2 separate regions of the Mus musculus genome follow, and region 2 is linked to region 1. A link is a contact called in public promoter capture Hi-C data. All regions are on one chromosome and are shown on one strand. Each heading gives the region's core, a stretch centred on a gene start, on an enhancer-like site or on the middle of the called end of the contact. The rest is flanking DNA. Distances are from core to core; before and after follow the strand shown. Region 1 holds the start of Cops2 (COP9 signalosome subunit 2). Region 2 overlaps Atp8b4 (ATPase, class I, type 8B, member 4).

The links. Promoter capture Hi-C pulls out the DNA fragments that hold promoters and counts their contacts.
Region 2: a contact with region 1 is called in a promoter capture Hi-C map of hippocampal neurons, with 4 times the contacts expected there. The contact joins the enhancer-like site here to the promoter of Cops2 in region 1. A contact is called at or near these places in 3 of 39 promoter capture datasets (the 3T3-L1 cell line, hippocampal neurons and second pharyngeal arch cranial neural crest), 1 of 484 Hi-C or Micro-C datasets (B cells), 5 of 115 datasets of contacts at active chromatin or transcription factors (bone marrow-derived macrophages, effector CD8 T cells, embryonic fibroblasts and 1 more) and 1 of 9 other capture datasets (adipose tissue).

The regions. Positions count from the first base shown.
Region 1 is chr2:125,857,210-125,861,887 of GRCm38.p6, reverse strand. It overlaps Cops2 (COP9 signalosome subunit 2), which reads left to right and starts at 2,806. Exons shown (of 13, transcript NM_009939.3): 1 at 2,806-2,952. The coding sequence starts at 2,899. It also overlaps a transcript of Galk2 not described here.
Region 2 is chr2:126,320,119-126,324,796 of GRCm38.p6, reverse strand. Atp8b4 (ATPase, class I, type 8B, member 4) reads left to right here. Exons shown (of 28, transcript NM_001080944.3): 28 at 1,706-3,824. The coding sequence ends at 1,987. Among named protein-coding and RNA genes, the nearest start is that of Atp8b4, 170 kb to the left of the region's middle. Within about 2 kb of position 2,021, at least 36 of the 459 cell types and tissues checked have an H3K27ac peak or open chromatin away from gene starts, as enhancers often do.

The DNA.
Region 1 (4,678 bases), core at 1,557-4,056:
ATAAGCTTGTACAGAGACTAGAATCTTCCAGGCCCAAGCCTAAGTTAGCAGACTGAGGCCCTCAGAGGTGATAGTTATATTAGGCAAATTAAAAAATACTTTTACAATGGTCAATAGGTAAAGGCTCTTTCCTCAAAAGACTAACCACCAGAGTTCATTTTCTGAACACCCTGTAAAGGTGGAAGGAGACGACAGACTACACGGTTACCCTCTGGCCCCACACAAATGCCCTCTACAAAAAATATCAAGCACATCCATACACATACAAAATATGCACACAACTTTTAAAATTTGTAAAGTGCTACAGAAATGGTTCAGTGTTTAAGAGCACGTGCTGCTCTTAAAGAGGACCTGAGTTTGGGCCCCAGTACCCATGACAAGAGACTGGCTTGCTTGAACTTCCAACTCTCAGGAAACACCTCTAACATCTGCAGGCACTGCGATCACTTGTGCACACTCACAGACAGCTACATACACATAATTTAAAATAATAAATCTTCAATAAAAATATTTTTAAATTCTTTTAAAATATAAGATGTACTTTAAACATGAGCAACCTGTTGAAAACTTTCATCAGTTATTTACTATTGAATAAAATTGATCTCATAGAAATACCCTAATAATTGTTCTTACCAAATTGTCAGGCTAGGCTTAATAAATTTGAGTGTCACCAAGGAAATAAAAGGCTCAAATTTCAATTGTCATTTTCTTTATGTTCCTAGGTGCCAGATTACTCATGTCTTTTCCCATTGTCTGAGTAAGGCAAATTATGTAAATAAATTCGCAGTAAATCAGCATGCCATTTTACATATGTGAACAACTGGCATGGTAAATAATCATACCCTTGAAATTTTGTATTTAAGAAATTACACATGAATAAAACTCAACCCCCTTATGATTTGCTATGTTCTTTGGAAAAACTATAAACATGGGTAGGGTAACTGTGATTTATTACCTTAAGTCCTAAGAATGGTGAGTACTATTAGTTACTAGCACCAGGACCTAAGTCTGATCTGTCCCAATAAACTGGCATGGTGACAGTCATCATACTTATTGGAAGGCTTTGCTTTGTTTTAAAATTACATGTACAGATTCATGCAGTATTTTTGGAGTTTTGAGTTCTAAGATGATATCATTAAAAGCCATTCCAAAACTAAACTTTTATATTCAGTAGAGGAGTTTTGAACAAGGATTTGAAGTTAAATAGCTTCAGGGGAATTGTCCGTCTAATATGTAATGATAATGCTATGCTTGCACAGGTAAATGTCTTCGATTTTAGGAAATACACATAGCTGCACATATGTTGCTTTATATGTATCTTTAAGTTGACCCAGGGAATACAGAACATTAAAGCTGAGAGTTGGTATACTTGTGTCCATGATGCTATCCTTTATTATGTATTTAAGTTTAAAATTTCTTGTGATAAAGTGTTGATAGAAAAGGCTATTAGTAAAACTGTGTGGTTATAAGAAAGGTGATATTATTGCTAGAAAACTGTGACCAAAATGATGTTTCCTTGAATGGTTACTTCTTTAAGCCATCTGAAATTCCTTCTTCTAATATTTTCCTAAGTAACAATTAGGTGTTAGGCTAGAGGGATAGCCCAGCAATAGAACATTTACCTAACACACACAAGGCTAAGTTCTTCCCCCAGCTCAAAACATAAAAAAAGAAAAAAAAATCAATGTTAATGATATACAATGCAAAATCGTTTGAAGACTTATTTTTTAACATTCTGAATGTACAGCTATAAATTGTGTTCACAGTGTTTTCAATATAAAAATAATACAATCGTTGACCTTAACGTCTTCTGACAAGATTTTTAGAACCAAGCAATTTCTGGCTTAGAAACAAAACCAAAAGTATCCTGTTCTCCAGTGGATTCAGAGAAAAGCTGGTAATGACATCAGGTACAACTTCAGAAGTCACTGGAGCACAGCCAAGCGGGGTCTGTAAGGATTCAACCCGAAGGTGTGAATGTTAATGCTGAACTGTGCTCAACATCAGCTGTGCATGATGAAGATAAAATCAGGTAATTTTGTTTGATTTGGTTTTGTTTTTTTGTTTTTACCTTTGGTAATTTGGGCATGTTTAATTCATCTGTATAGATAACAATTGGGCCTAAATTCTAACCTATATCTACTTTATAACTTTATAGCATTTGTGTACAGAATTTGGAAGGTTTCTCCAAAAAGGGGGATTGCCTTATTTCCACATTTTTCTTCACTCTGAACTCTAATGGTTTTCTGCGACAATGCATTTTTAAAAAATCTGTCACCAACTGTTACTTTCATTTCATCCTAAAAGCAGTTAATGCACGTTTGTGATTCATTAAATAATTGAACAATTGATTAGTGCATATCCAAACCGGGATATCCACAGAACTGTTTTTGTTAACTACAAACATAACTTTACTAGACAATTGTGTTGCTGTAAATACACCACTGTAAAAACACCACTACAGGGTGTTGAAAGAAAACACATAGATAACAATGGTAGAGGCACGCTACCTTTCAGATAGGTCGGGCATGTTTCATTAGAAACAGACGGTTCCAGAGTCCCAGGCAAGGAAGGAGACAGTTCCCTCACCTAGGACGCTGGATACAGCTAGAAGGTTTTCGAAGCCCCTCAGATAGGACCCGCAACGCCCGATTTCGTAGTTGCTACGCTTAGTTGCTAAGACACAAACTGTCGCTCAGGAAGAGCCGGCTGTGCCCTCCCTTTGGGAGCCGTAGTAAATCATCTCAGGGTCGAGCGCTTTAGTTCCGGAATGAGCTTTATCTTCTCCTGGAGAGACCGGAAGACGAGGAGACTCGGGAGTGACGCTTCTGGGCCGCGGAGCACTGTGGGAGGAGGCTGTCTCTAATTTCTCCTCTCCCCCTCCCCCCTCCGGCCAAGATGTCTGACATGGAGGATGATTTCATGTGCGATGATGAGGAGGACTACGACCTGGTGAGGCGCAGGGAGCGGGCGGGGGCTGGAAGTGGGATGTGGCGGTGGTGCCAAGGCCGAGAGGCTGCAGCTCCCTCCCGGGGCTCGTCGGCCCGGTTCCGCCCTGCCCAGGGACAGGTTTCCCTCCTCGCCTGGCGTCGCGGGCCTGTGGGGCCTGGGAAGAGAGGGAGAGAGGCGGCGGGGCCGCCCTGGACGCTGGGCCCAGGGATAGCGCGGGTGACTGGCCGCGGCCGGTTCTCGGCGCCTCTCTGCCCGCCACCGAGCCTCCACGGCCCGGCGCTTAGGTCTGGGCCCTAGGGGGCCCATCTCTTCTCCACTCTGGACCTGAGCCGGTGCCAGATGCTGGAAGAGTGAAAACTGGAAGAGGGGGGTGGTCCATCCTGCTCCCAGACCTGACTGCGAAACTCGGGAGTCTCCCCCAAAACAGCCTAAGAGTCTCGCCCAGGGTCAGTTTGGGTCCCAGGTTAAGGCTCAGAGCAAGAGTAGGAGGAGTAGTTAAACGACTCGTCCCGTCCTCTAAAACATGACAAGCTCCGAAGAAAGATTTGCTTTTTGTTTGGTTGGACTGGGGAAAGGTAGGGGTTAAGGGAATTGGAACCAATGATCTTTTTCCTTGATTTAAGAAATTTCCCAGCATCCGTGTTTGAATCATCAATGGCATAAAAGTAAACAAACTTGCCTAGTTTGATTGGTGATTTCTTTTCCATTTAAGGTTTAATTGTGAATGGATTTACAGGTTTTAAACTGTACCCCATGATTTATGTTGATAGTCCAAAACGCATGCCTGTGTAAGAACTAAGAAAATTATCTTGATCCCAAAATTAGTGTCAGTTTTGTTTCTTAATTGGGAAGCAATTGTTCGGTTTTTAGAAAAATCCGATGATAGTGCAAGCTGTGGTGTACATGCTTGGAGAAGTCTGGGTCGTCTTTTTTCTTTTCTTTTCTTTTCTTTTTTTAATTTTGAGGTTTATTTATTTTATGTATATGAGTACACTGTCTTCAGGCACACCAGAAGAGGGCACCAGATCCCATTACAGATGATTGTGAGCCACATGTGGTTGCTGGGAATTGAACTCAGGACCTCTGGAAGAGCAGTCAGTGCTCTCAACCTCTGAGCCATCTCTCCAGGCCCTCTTTTCTTTTAAGTGTCACATTCTCAAAGCATTAATATTTTTATTTTGAGGTAATGGTGTAACATCTTTGTATAGATGAATCTGTAAATCATTTGCAATTTTTAAAAAAGGTTTTCATTTTACAGAAAGACATATTTTGCAGAAGGAAGTGCTGTGACTGGAGAGTCATAGTAGATGCTTGGTGATTTCAATACAGAATTTTGTTATTTATTCAATCACAAGGTAGTTGTAAACAGATACTAAACTCTTGTTTTGCTTTTGTTTCCATTACAAGTAGTTTTTAAATTGTCAGATATTTCTTTTGAATGTTTGTAATTTTAGCTGGTAGTGTTTTTAAAATTTTCACTTACCTCCTTTCCTAATAGTCTATGAAATACATGAACTTTTAGATAAATGAATATTAGCACTGGGATTAACTTAAAAGTACAGTGTAGGAATGAAAATGAGAATCTTTGAAATATTCTGTTAGACTTTACTCATTTGTGGACGTTTGTTGCTTTGTTTTGAGGCAGGGTCTCACTGTGTAGCCAAGGCTGGTTTGGCGCTCAGTGTGTTTCCTAGGTGTTGGGAGTAAAGGCATGCATCAGCACACC
Region 2 (4,678 bases), core at 772-3,271, 460 kb before region 1:
GAAAGAGCGGGGTATATAGAGAAGCCTGGACCAGAGATTAGAATAGATCTCAATGGCTCCTAGGAGACAGGACAAACACAGCAGTGCTGGGCTAGGCTGAGACTCATGGCAGAGAGAAGAGAAGGAGAGGGAGACACATTTTATCATCCCACAAAGAATGATAACATTTGTTTGTAGGGTGAGGGAGGCCAGACCAGTGAGGCCCAGGGCTCTGAGCTTTTCTTACCATCATGTTTCTCACATTCTGGGGCATGTGAGTCACAGAATCCCCGTGTCGGTCCTTTTGAGTTGGTTCTGAGCTGAATCCATCCCATAAACTGATGGGCAATCTGAGGATGCCCATTTTTCTTGTGCTAAGGATAAATGTCATATTTTGCTTAGTGAGCATCCTCAGACCTGAAAATTAGAATGGATCACTTACTTAGGCAAAGCCTCTGGTTTCCACTCACTTTCCTAGGGAGAGGGAAGGCACATTGGGACCTACCCAAGTGATGTTTAGGTCTTATTTATTTATTTATTTATTTATTTATTTATTTATTTATTTGAGAGCTGTTGTTGAACGTTGATGGGTACATATACCCTGTCAGGTTTCGGGACATTACCTAGAAGCAGGAATCTGTTCCTCTGGGTCCTTCTGCACCCCCCCCCCCACAATGTTTTCCTGAGCCTCTGATTTTGGGGCTGTGCTGGAGATGTTGTTTAAAAAGCAACACCTTCATATTTGTAAATTACATACACACAGAGACATATGCAGAGATACACATACAGACATAAACACACACACACACACAGACACACACACAGAGACATACACAGAGATACACATACAGACATAAACACACAGACTCACAGACACAGACAGACAGACATACACAGAGATACACATACAGACATAAACACACAGACTCACAGATACACACAGACACACAGACATACACAGTGATACACATACAGACATAAACACACAGACACACAGACATACACAGTGATACACATACAGACATAAACACACAGACACACAGACATACACAGACACACACACACAGACACACAGACATACACAGAGATACACATACAGACATAAACACAGACACAGACAGACAGAAAAACAGACAGACAGACATAGACACGCACACACACACACATACACACACACCCCAAACCAGAATAAATGAAAAGCTCAGAAGTCTCATGATAAGTTGACCTTCCTTAAGAGGGAGAACATTCTGAGTCTAATTTCTGAAAATTTCTCCTAATTCAGTTACTAGTGACTGCAAGATCTAGAGAGCCTCTAAAAGGGAAAGAGAGGTGAAAGACGGGGTATTGGGACTATAGACATAACATTCTATACAAAAGTATGCTCAAGATCCCGGGCTCTGTTCCCAACACTGTTACTAAAACAAAACAACCCCCTGACCCCCCAACTCACCATATGGCCCATGAAATTGAGTCAGTAATGAATTTTATCGGAATGTTTCTTGTTTACACGAGAACGGGAAAAAATTGATTAGTGTCTAGTGTCCTCTTTGAGGTGGAGAATGTTACGGCTTTAGGCTTAACGTTTCCTTTTGGAGTAAAGACAAAGATTCTCTTGTTGTAGCCGTTCAATTAAGTAACAAAAATGGCTTCCGTTTTACTCGGTGGCTGGGTGTCTGGAGTCTAATGCTTGGGTTCACGGTTGCACTGTGGCGCTCTTTCTCTCCAGATCCGCCGGTGGCAGAAAGCTCAGCGAAAGAAAAGACCCCTGCGAAGCAGAAGGCCTCAGACCCGCAGGTCGAGCTCTAGAAGATCTGGATACGCGTTTGCTCACCAGGAGGGCTACGGAGAGCTCATCACATCTGGAAAAAATATGCGAGCGAAAAGTCCAGCCCCAGCATCGGGGCTGGAAAAGAAGCTTTATAATAACACGAGCTGGATTGAAAATTTATGTAAGAAAACCACAGACGCGGTGAGCGGCTTTAGTCATGATAAGACAGTGAAATTGTGAGTCAAGATAGACTTGACCACAAAGCCGTCTTTTCACCTCATCTGGGGCTGAGCTTAGGCAGCTCAGGGGCCAGGAGCAGGGCAGATCACATTGCTTAACTTAAATCCATGGCCTCCAGCTGCCAACGCCTGTCAGATAGCGATGTTTTCTGCAGGATTCCAGGCCAGATGGGCACTGTCCAATCTGTGATTCTGTAGACCAAGGCCTCATGGGACAAGTACAGATTTTATTAACTTAAACACCAATCCATCCGAATTTTGAATCTTATTTATGGAAAAAAAAAAAAGGCCGTAAATTAGCATCTATGTTGGATGGGTCTTAGGTATGTAAAAGGTATGTTCCAATGATGTGTTTCAACCAAAAACGCATGTCAACAGATACACCACGTACGTGAAGAGTGCCTTTCCCAGATGCAATTGCAGAATTTAAAGTATGTGGTGTGGTGCTCTCAGATCGAGAGTGAGTCTTTCTCTAGACTTGAGCTCCCCTTGCCAGGATAACAAAGCCTTACATGCTCAGAGAATGCATTAAAAAGTCCGTGGGGTTATCTGTTTACAAACAGGGACAAAAGCAACTGAATGTTTCTGCCGAGGGGGCTGCTAACATGGTTAGGTTTATAGAGAGAGTGTTCAGACTGTTCCATGTGGGGACAAAATACAGTGGCTCCTCTAATGTCCCTAATGTGTCAAGGACTTGTGTGACAATGTCAGTAGTAATCCGTTGCATGTTACATGGATGCAGACAGAACCATCAGCGTGGTAGAACACTGCCCTTTATTGACAGTGTTCCATGCAGGCCATGGGCAAATGCTGCTGACAGATCCCATTTAAAAACTTGAAACTTGAAAGTCTCTACAGGCAGTCTCTACTGTTACCATTCACTCAGGCTTAGGCCATTGAGACTCAGTTCCTTTTAGTGTCTAGCTGTCCTGTTTATGGCTCAAACATCTAAATGTATAGATATATAGATGAAGCTGATTTTTAAAATAGACATTGCAGCCCAATTTGGGGATCTGTAGACAACTCACTAGGTTCTGTATTCAAATTGCTGCTGACACCCACTTACCTCCGTGATGGGGAGGTAAGGTGCCTTTCCTGAGACTCCTCTACAAAGTCAGGACGCACTACCTACCTCCCGTGGTTGATGACTATCAAGCACACATTCTCAAACCATCAGAAACACAACTCACATACGAATGTACTCATCAGGCTTTAGCTAACTCATCATCAGAGAAGCAGAGGGGAGAGACTTCAGGACCTGGGATGCCAGTCGCCAGTGGGACTGTCAAAGAAATGAGGTTGCTAAGTATGATAGAAAGCAAATAAAACTGTAGACTGGGGAATAGATTTATCTACAAGGAAATAAACAAAACCAAACAAAACCAACCAACCAACCAACCAACCAACCAAACAAACAAACAAAAAGTCATGTTTTCCAAAAATCAGCAATTAGCTCTCTAGCCTTCCTTCTCTGGGTTCCCAGGCAATTGCTGATCAACCAAAACTACTTTGCACAAAGAGCTTGTTAATCTTATGTGGTCTTGATGGATGATGGGCTGGGATGGTGTTAATAGGTCAGTGTCCCCTGCCCAATGGGTCTTGATTTCTAAGCCTAATGTTTTCTAAATGATACTCAGTGAGATAATCGGTATGCAGTAGCCTACTACCTAGAGCCTTTACCCATAGCAAATGCTTGTCATGATTCCTTTCTCTATACATATCTACCTAGAAAAAAAGGTAAGATTTTCATGTCTAATGATCAGCTAAAGTGTGCTTGTTTATGTTTTATAACAATTTTGAAGACTTTGGATATTTCCAGTAAATGTTTTACCATCGTTGGTGTTTGGTGTTTTCTTTCTTTCTTATTGGGAGCTCACTGGGGAAACTTTTTGCTATGTCGTGCTAGCTTTCTCAATTGAGTTCTCTCTCTCTCTCTCTCTCTCTCTCTCTCTCTCTCTCTCTCTCTCTCTCTCTCTCTCTCTCATCTTTTCCTCTACTTACCCCCCGTCCCTCCTTTATATGTCTGGAAAAAATATATGTCCTTTGTAGCACTGGAGTCAAGAATTAGATGAACCAAACGGATTCATGTGCAATACTAGAAATGGTCAATTTGGCAAGTTCAGCTCAAATTTTAAAAGGTCATTTATAAACAGATAGTTCAAGAGAATTGTGGGAGAAACATTTTATTAGTTTTATTTTGGTCTTATGCAAATTTGGAGCTGAAACGAAAGGATGGACCATCCAGAGACTGCCCCACCCGGGGATCCATCCCATAATCAGCCACCAAACCCAGACACTATTGCATATGCCAGCAAGATTTTGCTGAAAGGACCCTGATATAGTTGTCTTTGGTGAGACTATGCCAGTGCTTGGCAAATACAGAAGTGGATGCTCATAGTCATCTATTGGATGGAACATAGGGCCCCCAATGTAGGAGCTAGAGAAAGTACCCAAGGAGCTGAAGGGGTCTTCAACCCTATAGGTGGAACAACAATATGAACTATCCAGTGCCCCCAGAGCTCGTGTCTCTAGCTGCATATGTAGCAGAAGATGGCCTAGTCAGCCATCACTGGGAAGAGAGGCCCCTTGGTCTTGCAAACTTTATATACCCCAGTTAGGGGAACACCGGGGCCAAGAAGTGGGAGTGGGTGGGTAGGGGAGCAGGGCGGGGGGAGGGTATAGGGGACTTTTG